2 separate regions of the Sus scrofa genome follow, and region 2 is linked to region 1. The links are chromatin contacts, called in public HiChIP or PLAC-seq maps. All regions are on one chromosome and are shown on one strand. The core of a region is the stretch at or near the end of the contact, and the rest is flanking DNA. Distances in the headings are between cores, read along the strand shown.

Region 1 (5,355 bases), core at 1,680-4,179:
GCCAGGTGGGCTGCGGCCCGGTGAGCCTTCTCCCCAGGCGACAGGCACTCCCGCGTCTCCTCTCCACAGCCGCGAGGGGGGTTGTTGGAACCAAGCTCAATCGATGACTTCAGATCCCAGGTGACAGCACCGTGACGGACCAGCGAGAGAAGTCGGGCAACGCGGGCCGGCCAAGGAAGGGCAGCTTCTAGGATGATGGGAAGGACCACGTGGGATTAGAAAACTAGGATCTTGGTTGAAAATCAAGCCGTGAGAGAGACGTATAGAAAACATGACAATGTGGAATCCCAGCCTCGCACAGGGCCACCCGCGTGCGTTCTGGCCCTGGAACGTGGCAGCTTCGTGACTTGGCCAAGTTAGCTTCTCGTCTGCGGCCGCGGCCTTCCGGGCTGCCAGGCCGTGGGTGCCATGAGAACTGAATAAGATCGTGCCCGCGAGCATTTAGGACGCAGCACGGCCCAGCGTAAAGATCGGGTGTAAGAAAATGCTTTCCTCCCCAGAGTGAGTTCATGGTGAGCCTAGAAATCCAGGCCCCTTGCCTTGATAGTGCTGGAGGCCGGGCCCAGCTTCGCGCAAACCGAGCAGCTGAGCTTCGCTGCTGTTCTGGAGCTACGGCGGAGCGTGGGCGTTTAAGAGGCGAGTGTGGCCAAAAAGAAGCCTCATCCTTCCTTGCGATGGCCACTCGTTCCTAATTACTCGCTTGGGGTTTCAGGACATTCCTTCAGAGACCAAGTGCCCTGTTTCCTCGAATTACTTCCGTGTAGCTCTTTGCGCTGTGTGTCGCATCACCTGGCATCATTAAGGCCGAGACTCTGCGGCTGGTGAGAATACCTCTTGGCTCCTTTAGAGAATCAGAGAGGAAGAGAAAAAACCTTTTATTAAACCCAGAATTGTTTTCTTTTTTGAGATCCCTCCCATGGCGCGGGTGTTGTGTTGGGCAGAGGTAACCCAGACAGAGGTTAAACTGCTCACCGGCCAGAGGGAGAGGCAGGCAAGTGATCTTGCAGGTGGTGTCAGGCTCTGAGGAGCTGCCAGGAGCGAGCAGGCACCAGGGAGCCTGCCCCCAGGCCCAGAGGCAGGCAGAGCCCGAGCTGGGGGATCGAGTGGGGCAGTCCTTCCAGGAGAAGAGGCTGCATGCAGGCCAAGGGCGAGGGCTTCCTGGAGCTGGAAGCAGCCCCACGGGGGGTGGGGACAGGAGGTCCGGGGCCAGCAGACTGCAGGCAGGTCTCGACGGGCTTCACCGGACGACACGTTAGGCCAGAGGCCGTGGGACACTGAGGCTGAGCGGAGGCAGCGCCAGCTTTACTCGGCAGTGCCCCGACAGCTGCAAGGATTGTCCTGTGAAGAGCTAGGACCGAAGTGCTGGAGGGCTGGGGCTGCGGGTGATGGTGAACCGCGGGGTGGCGAGGCTGAGGGGCCAGGGAGGCAGAGGCCACGCAGGCGGGAAGGGCTGGGGCCTCAGGGCAAACGGCCCCTGGCGCCTTTCAACCCGGGCCACGGCAGCCTCCCCGCGCCCCCTCCGGTGAAGACCCCCCCTCTGGCCGCTGGCTCTCGGCTGTCAGCACCATGACCCCCACCCTGGCCGCTGCCTGGGCCCACCACGAGGTGGGAAACCAGTGGGCTTGCCTCAGCCCGTATCTGCAGCCCATTAGGCCCTAGTCCTCATCCTGAAAGCTGCTCCTGCTCCAAGTCCCCTGCTCGTGACGTTCCTCGGCCTGGGGGATTCGGGCCTCTGCCCCCCAGATCCTGCCCAGCACTTCAGCGCTCTGGACGTGGCGTCTACACAAAGGCCTCTCCAGCCCCAGACCTGACCCCGTCCGGCCTTAGAGCCTCTACTTCGTCTTCACAGTCTTTTGGGCACCGTGCAATTGCGTATCTGGACATGTGGTTATTTGTTTTATATTTAGCTTCCTAGAGACCAGCCGCCCTGCAGGGCAGACTTCCAAGGCCCAGCCAGGTTGCAGCTGCCAGCAGAGGCCTGGGAGCCATTTGTGCCACAGGCAGGCGGGATGGCAGCAGGAGCGAGACTCGGGGGCTTCCACGTTCCCACGGGACCGGGGACGGGGGGGGCAGTCCCCTCTCTCTGCCACTATCATCAGCAGGGAGTCCCCGGGGCTCACCCCCCCACATGCCAAGTGGGGACCTGGGTGCTGCGCCTTCTGCGCGGCCAGCCCCCCCGGCACCTCTTCCCACCACGGGCCTGGAGAAGCATCGTCGAGAAGGAAGGTGATGAGAGGCGGGGCCCTTCCTCCAGGGCCTTGAGGATGTGGGTGTCTGAGGGGGGCCCTCGGCACATGCTTTGCTCCGAGGAGGCTGCTTCCCCCTCAGGCTGGTCCCGGCTCCCCTGTTGACCCCCTCACACCATTTCCTCCCTCCCGCGGCCCTGAGGCCCCGAGGCCCACTGGACAAAGTCCAGACGGGGTGGCCCAGCCTGGCCAGTGCGCCTCCTCCGACCTCGAGGCCAACGGCAGGGCCTGGACAGAAGGCGCCGCGATGCTGGCGGCCAGGGTGCAAAGTGCATCCCCTGGGCCCGGGACTCTGCCGTCACGTGACCCACGTTTTGCTGGGCTTTCTCCGGCGGCACCAGCACCTTGAGTCCGAGGATACAGCTGGACGCCTCTGGTCCCCACGCGTCCCGCCCATGTCCCAGCGGAGGACATGGAGGCCCAGCTGACGGCTCGCCTCCATCCCAGGTGCCTGAGGGAGGCCTGGATGGTGGGGTGGGGGACCGGGACTGGCTGCTCCACAGACCCCCCCCCCCCGGTGCATGAGGAGACGAGGCCAAGGGCAGGTGGGAGCAGATCCAACACTCCGCAGCGGAGGTGGGGCCAGGGTCGGAAGGCCTCCGTCCCTCTCTCCTTTCCTCATGGATGTGACACACAGGCAAAGGCCTGGGAGCACAAAACACGGTGCTGTGAGAAACACGGGACGTCTCCCAGAAACCGGGGGCGCGCCGGCGGTTTCCAGTTTGTGTGGGTGAAAGTGTGAGCGTGACATCCTTAGTGGAGAGGAAGGAAATTTCTAAACAGGATTTCTAAAAGTCATTACACATTTTCAATATGTGCACTTAGGAAATTAATGCTTTTATACAGAATTATGACTTTCGCAAGATCATTGTAAGATTTAGAAACGTATCAGTTCACACTGTTTTACTGGCGGCGGGGGCGGGGGGGCTCCGATAACAGAACTCTTCTCTGTGAAAGTAGATGCGTTTAAGGAAATGCAGAGCAGAAAATGCCACCTCTCAGTCGTGTCACTGTGCTTGTGAGACTTGGTAAAGCCGCACTGGAAATAGCATTAAAAATTATAATCTGAGTATCTCCCTTAGGACTAGGCCCAGGCTAAGGACACTGCTGCCCCTGACCCTTCCCCGTCCTGAGGAGGCCCTGGGTCGGGGGTGCAGGTCCCCCCCCCCAGCACCCAGGCTCTCTGGTGGCCGTCCAGCTGAGTGGAGCAGCCGGGGCCCTGGGCACTGCCACTGCCCGCTGTGGGCACATGCCAGTTCAAAGGCACCGGGGTGGTGGGCCTGCACCCGTGGGGGTGGACAGGGCGGCCGGTGGCATTGACCAAAACCCCAAGGAGGCCGCTGCAGAGCCATGGGGACACTTGCAGGGGTCGGAGAGCTAGCGGCTCCCACAGACAGCTGAGGATGGCTTTCAACTTGTCTCCTTGCAAATCTCTTTTGGGAAGACATTTGAGTGTCTCCGGAGCTGCCAGCACAATGGGAACATTGCACAGGTTTTGTGGGAAGATTTATGGAACACTTGCATGTCTCTAGTGAATCTGAAATGGTACAAACGGCGCAGAGGCTGAGACTCTCTGCGTGACCTGCAATACACCATCTGCGTGCCCAGGGCTGGGGCGTTGCCAGGCTGCACAGGAATAGTCAGAACTCACTTCAAACATGCCTGACAGCACAGCAAAGGCCTGCAAAGCTCTGTCCGGTGGCACCATCTCTGAGCCAACACAAAGAAAACCTACCCCTTCTAGCTCTCTCTCCATGCATCTGTCCACGACTGGTCCTCCATCCCACCACAGGGCCGTCTGAGCATCCACCTCTCCATCCACCCGCCGACCCCCCTCTACTGGGCTAACCCATGCTTACGGGGCGCTTACCACAAGCAGGTCTGCCTGCCGGGGAACAGGAGACCTTCACCCTCAGAGCCCACGCTGCAGGGGCGGAGGGCACGGGCCAGTCCGCGGTGGCAGGCCAGGCACCATAGGTCCCCGAGGAGGGAGACCAGGGAGGCTCTCTGGCTCGGACGGCACCTGGGGTGTGGCTTGAGACCGTCAGCCCTTCCAGGCGATTCAGAGGCTCAGAAGTAAGAGAACGAAGCCTGTGGTCTGGCTGCAGGAGCGGCCCCTTCTGTCTGGCTGGACTCCCTCCCGCCCTCCCTTCCCAAAGGGCGGAGGCCTCTCAGGACGAGGAGGCTGAGCAGAAGGAACCCCTGCAGGTGCTTGTGTGGAAGCTTTAAGTCTGGCCTCTCCCAGAAACTGCTGTGTGAGACGTGGGCCAAGAGCCCCAGGCCATCGGATGGCAGGTGTACACGGGACCCGGCGAGGGTGGGCAGGGGAGGGGCAGTGCGGGTGGCCCACCGCCCTCCCCCTGCCGGCCCCCGGGTGCAGAAGGCAGGTGTCGGGACGGCAGGGCCGCAGGGGCTCCCGTCGGCACCTACAGAGGAGCCTCCCTCCTCCTGGACGCCCAGAGCTTCTCTCTCTGGTATTTCACCAAATACCCGGAAGAGCGGCCAGTGCACAAGGCGGTCGTTCTGTAGACTGAAGCAGTTGAATGCCGACCGTTGATCATGGCCTGTGTGGCTGCCCGCACGAGCATCTGGCATCTACAGGAGCTTCTCGCAATAGCCTCTTGGCATCAGAGACTTGGGCCCTTGAAGGAGCAGCGTGTCTGATCCGGCAGGTCCTTTCCCGCCCGTTCTCCATGTCCCCGACGCGTGGCTTTGTCTGTGGGGATCAGACTGTCCTGGAGACGGGCAGACGGCAGTGGGGGTGGAGGTCGTGGCCTCGCCCCACACTGCCGGGGTCTTGTGGTCTCTCCCCGGAGCGTGAAGACCACCTCCGCACACCTGACGCCCCACAAGGTAGGGATTCGTTGTGCAAATGTGGCCTCGCAGTGTGAGCTCCGGGGATGCTGGGGCAGAGCTGGTGCGTGTGCTTAGCGCCGCTGAGCCGTGCAGCTAAAGACAGTTCCGGCGGTAAATTTTCTGTTGGGTGTAAATTGCCCCGATGTACAAACTGGGCGGAAGACCTTGAACACGGACCGTCAAGCACCAGCTAAAGCTGCTGCCCCTTTACAATGCATCGTGGGACCTCGAGGCGCCGGCCCAAAGGCAAGGC
Region 2 (5,355 bases), core at 1,305-3,804, 99 kb before region 1:
TTTTGGTTTGTTCAGCGGAAGCTGATGCTGCTTTGCTCCTCTGTCGCTGCTTCTGTACCTTCTCCCACTGTCCCCAGGGGCTTTGGGGCCCTAGTGCCCAGCCCCTGCCTCTGTGCCCTGGTTACTGAGGGGTTCAGAGCTGCTCGTCGTGTGTTTGGGGTGTTCAAGGGTCCGTCAAGCGCGTTGATGACACAGTACTTTTGTGGGCACTAAGGAGGGTTGCGGGGTCTTCAGGTCAGAAATCTTAAGGAATCTTAAGGATGGACGGTCACGGCTCTCTTGGACCAGCGGACCCACGGCCGGGGAGGGAAGTGGGTGCCTTGGGTCCACCATCTCTGCTGTGTGAAGTTCCCATCACATCTGATGCAGTGGCCGTGGGAACAGAGTGGCATCTGGGTGGAGCCCTGAGCTCCTCTTTGGGTGAAGGGGCTCCCCTCCCGTCTGTCAGCCCCTCACCTGCCTGCCTGCGGCCTCTCTGTCCCCATCCCCTCCTGCCCATCTCGGGCGCCTGCAGCCGCTGCGTGTCATCTGAACAGAACCATTAGAGATTTCCATCTTCTGAGATAAGCCTTTGTTTTTGCCTAAATGCGGCCCAAATGACAATAGTAATTTTTTTTTTTTTTGCTTTTGAGGGCCACACCCACAGCAGATGGAGGTTCCCAGGCGAGGGGTTGAATTGGAGCTGTAGCCACCGGCCCACACCACAGCCACAGCAATGCCGGGTCCTTAACCCACTGGGCAAGGCCAGGGATCAAACCCACGTTCTCATGGATGCTAGGGGTTGGTTAACCACTGAGCCGCGATGGGAACTCCAGTGATGTTTTAAATCTTAAATTATACATTAAACCGTTGTTACTGGAGCTTTTGGCTTGTTAACCATCCCACAGGAGGTGGGCAGCGGCCAGGAATGGTCCAGCCCTTTCTGTCTTGTGGCCACGTGACTTGAGAAGCTTTATCCTGTGAAACGGATGCTCCTGGGGCGGTGCCACCCGTTCCTGGGTAGCCTCCATCTGCCGCTTCTCCCCCCAGCTGGGGCTCGGGTTGGAGTCCAGTGCCCGCAGTTTGGGGCCCAGTGTGGTCCCCTTTTGGGGGCAAATTCTCATTTCCACTCTGTCTCCACAGGGAATAGCTCCACCACCCGCACTGTCTCCTAAGGGCAACGTCAGCCCAGAGCAGGGCCGGCCTCACTGGGCACCCAGCCACTTTTGGTTTTCCTCTCGGTCCGCTGCGGGCTTCTGCAGTGCTCAGAGACTCCTGAGGACATGGGTGGGCCGCCAGGCAGGTGCAGGACAGAGATGACCCACGGCCCCAGGGATGGGGCTGGACCCTGGACGACCTGGAGGAGCAGAACCCTGGCCTCACCCAGGTCAGGTCGCGCCCATCGGGATAAGGCACTGAGTCCAGTGGGTTGCCTGGTGCAGCGGTTGTGCCCAGCCTGTCCTGGCTCCAGTGCTGCAGGACATGCCACCTTTGGTGACAGTCATGACAAATGAAGAACCCGCACCATGTAGGTGGCAAGAGGTCAGGGGCGTTTAGCTCCAAGTGGGGAAAAGGGCTTTATTCACAGGATGCCCCCACGGCATTGCTCAAGGTCTGAGCGCAGGGCCCTGCCTGCTGGGCTGGATGTGCGGTCACGGGGGCCCTTTGCTGCAAACCCTAATGGGCAGGAGGCTTGTTCAATCAGGAGTCAGCACAGCGACGTCGGTTTGGGTAAAGGGCTTGTGTGTAGCCCCTCAGACTCATGCTCCCCAAGAGAAAAACCCTCCACTCTGTCTCCAGCGAGGAGTTTGTTTTTCTTTTTTTTCATTTTTTAACGGTGTTTTTGAAGCAGAGGGGATTTACAAGGTCACGATAATTTCTGCCGTCCCGCAAGGTGATTCGCTTACGCATGAGCACACATCCATTGTCGCCCAGCTTCCGCTGCCACACAGACCAGCACAGAACACTGCGTGGAGTTTCCCGGGCTGCGCAGCAGGTAGAGTTCCTTTCTCTGGATCTGGACAGAATGCGCGTCGGAGAAGGGCTGCTGCCCTGGGCAGCTCCAGTGTGCAGCTTGCCCGTTCACCCTCCGCTGTCCTTCGTGCGAATTCAGCACTACCGGCTTGTCACTCGCGGCAGACCAGGCGCTCGTCTTGGCTCTGGGACTAAAGCTGGAAGAGGAGGCGGAAGGTGCTGCTCCCTGGAACCCTCGCAGGATGCGAAAGCTGTAAACACGATACACAGAGATTCTGATGGGGTCTGACCCCCGTCTGCGTGGAGGGCATCCTTGAGTTGAAATGCCAGTGAGGGGCAGCAACCTCTTGGGACGAGAAGGGAGGCTGAGTGACAGCCCAGCCTGCCCGGAGGGAAGCCAGAAGGCCACTCCTGGGACAGGCCGCCGCCTGTCCATCCTGGGCTCTGGCAGGACCTGCAGCGGCTCGGGGTCCAGTCTCCAGGCAGGTGGAGGGGTGCAGAATGCGTTCTAGATTGAAGTTGACGGAATCTGCGGGGCGATAGGGAGTGTGGTGGAAGCAGCGGCAGCCGGGTGGGACGAGCCTGAGTGTCCTTCGCAGGCCTGGCTGGTGCCTGGGGTCAAGGTCGGGGGAGGGTTGGCTGGAGAGGGTCTGGGGGGGTGGGGGAGGTGCAGGAGGGAAACCAGCGAGGGGTCCTGAGAGGGAGGGGAGAGCCGCCTGGGACCCGCGGCTGGAGCTGAGAGGAGCCACGAGAGCGAGGGCGAGGGCGAGGGCGAGGTGAGGCTGGGCTGCCTGGCCTCTGCTGACCTCCGCTTCCTGGCTGGGCTTCCGGATGTGAACATTTGGGGCCCTGATGCTCAAAAGATCAAGAGCTCCCTCCCCCATGGAAGTCAACACAAAAAGCTTTTTTTGGAACAAGGCAAACTTTAAACTATGACGCATTTTTAAAAATTCCCCTAGATTTTCCGATTGCAAAATTCTTGGTAAGTTTGTCTAAATGTTTTGCTGTTGTTGAGTTTTCCGTGTGCCTGCTTTGCTAGTGCCTGAGCCTGTGCGTGGGTACTTACCCAGCAGTTCGTTCTGTAGCTGCTAGTTGGCCCCCCTTGGCTGGAACGGCCATGGCCCCGGTGCCAGAGCCTGGTGGCTAGAGCGACTGTGTCCACAAGTGCTGCAGGGACTTCTTGGGACCAGAGACTTGAGGCTGGGCAGCATCAAGGCCCATAGACAGAGTGCCAGGCCGGGCTGCAGAGTAGCCAGGGCCAGAGCCACAGCCTGGAGGGCCGGCCCCACATCTGGGCCCCTTGAGTGGTTCCATCAGGAAATTCTGTTCCCCAGCTATGAAAATCCTGCCTCTATTTCCAGCGAGAGCTCTGATGTTATCTGCTTATTTGTGTGTCTGTGGGTATCTGCACTAAATTTTTTTTGTCCTGTTTGGTGCAGTTATTTTAGAAACACACCTATTTATTAACCATATATATTCGATATTTGTGAGGGACAGCCCCCAGATTTTGATCAACCGCAAATTTATTGCCCTCTTGAACTTACCTGGTGGTATTGTTTGGTCTTCCGACTTTTTTGATTGTTTGCCCTAATAGTAAACACCTAAAGATTATTTTATTGAAGTGTAATTGACTTACAATACTGTATTAGTTTCAGGTTTATAACATAGCTATTTGATATTTTTACACATTTCAAAATGATCAACTAGAAAGTCTAGTTACCATCTGTCACCATATAAAATTATAAGAATGTTATTGGCTTGGAGTTCCTGTGGTGGCGCAGTGGTCAACGAATCCGACTAGGAACCATGAGGTTGCGGGTTCGATCCCTGGCCTTGCTCAGTGGGTTAAGGATCCGGCATTGCCGTGATGTGGTGTAGGTTGCAGATGCAGCTTGGATCCCGCATTGCCGTGGCTCTGGCGTAGGCCGGTGGCTACGGCTCCAGTTGGACCCCTAGCCTGGGAGCCTCCACATACCACAGGAGCAGCCCTAGAAAAGATAAAAAGACAAAAAAAAAAAAAAAAAAGAATATTATCGGCTCGATTCCTTATACTGTACATTTCATTCCTGTGACTTATTTATGCTGCAGCTGCAGGTTTGAACCTCTTAATCTCCCTCACCTATTTCTCTCATCCCCCCACCTGTGCCCCTCCCCACCTGTTTGTTTTCTGTATTTATGACTCCGTTTCTGTTTTGTCATATTTGTTCTTTTGGTTTTTTAGATTCTGCATATAAGTGATATCACGCGGTATTTGTCTTTGTCTAACTTACTTCTCTTAGTATAATACCCTCTTGATCCATCCATGTTGTCGCAAATGGCAATATTTCATTCTTCTTTTTTTTGGCTCAGTAAAATTCCATTGCATATATGTGTATATCCATATGGACATACATCTCTTTGTCCAGTCTTCTCTTGATGGACACTTGGGCTGCTCCATGTCTTGGCAATTGTAAATCATACTGCAGTGAACACAGGGGTACCTACATCTTTTCAAATGACTGTTTTTGTTTTCTTTGGAAAAATGCCCAAGTGTGGAATTGCTGGGTCATGGGGTAGTTCTATTTTTGGTTTTTTGAGGAACCTCCATACTGTTTTCCACACCAGCTGCACCAATTTACATTCCCACCCACAGTGCAGGAGGGTTCCCTTTTCTCTACACCCTCTCCGGCACTTGCTGTTGGCTGTCTTTTTGATGACGCCATTCCGACCAGTTGAGGTGCTATCTCATTGTGGCTTTGATTTGCATTTGCCTGATGATTCACGATGCTGAGCATCTTTTCACGTGTCTGTTGGCCATCTGTATGTCTTCTTTGGAAAAATGTCTATTCATGTCCTTTGCCCAATTTTTAATTGGGTTGTTTGTTTTGCATGAGTTGTATATTTTGGATATACTGTGTATTTTGGATATTAACCCTTTAATGGATATATTATTTGCAAATATCTTCTCCCGTTCAGTAAGCTGCCTTTTTGATTGTTGATGGTTTCCTTTGCTGTGCAAAAGCTTTTCAGTTAGATGTAGCTCCATTTGTTAATTTTTGCTTCTTTTCTCTTGCCTGAGGAGACATAGCCAAAAAATATTGCTTAGACCCATGTCAAAGAGCTTGCTGCCTATGTTTTCTTCTGGGAGTTTTATAGTTTCAGGTCTTAAAGTCAAGTTTTCTTTTTTTCATATTGAGTTTATTTTTGTATATGATGTTGGAGAATGTTCTGATTTCATCATTTTACATGTAGCTGTTCTTTTTTCCCAGCATCATTTGTCGAAAAGACTGTCTTTTCTCCATTCGGTATTCTGGCCTCATGTTTCGTAGATTAGCTGTCCATATACGTGGTGTGGGTTCACTTCTGGGCTCTCTGTCCTGTTCCATTGATCCGTGTCTGTTTTTATGCCCGTACCACACTGTT

The links. HiChIP or PLAC-seq counts read pairs in DNA pulled down with a chosen protein or histone mark.
Region 2: an H3K27ac HiChIP or PLAC-seq map of alveolar macrophages shows a contact between it and region 1. The contact joins two enhancer-like sites. A contact is called at or near these places in 1 of 47 Hi-C or Micro-C datasets (heart right ventricle) and 1 of 2 datasets of contacts at active chromatin or transcription factors (alveolar macrophages).

What each region holds. Positions count from the first base shown.
Region 1 is chr1:387,010-392,364 of Sscrofa11.1, reverse strand. No RefSeq gene overlaps it. Among named protein-coding and RNA genes, the nearest start is that of ERMARD, 150 kb to the left of the region's middle. Within about 2 kb of position 2,929, at least 1 of the 83 cell types and tissues checked has an H3K27ac peak or open chromatin away from gene starts, as enhancers often do. A contact at or near this core is called in alveolar macrophages, where this site is marked.
Region 2 is chr1:485,815-491,169 of Sscrofa11.1, reverse strand. No RefSeq gene overlaps it. Among named protein-coding and RNA genes, the nearest start is that of ERMARD, 52 kb to the left of the region's middle. Within about 2 kb of position 2,554, at least 12 of the 83 cell types and tissues checked have an H3K27ac peak or open chromatin away from gene starts, as enhancers often do. A contact at or near this core is called in alveolar macrophages, where this site is marked.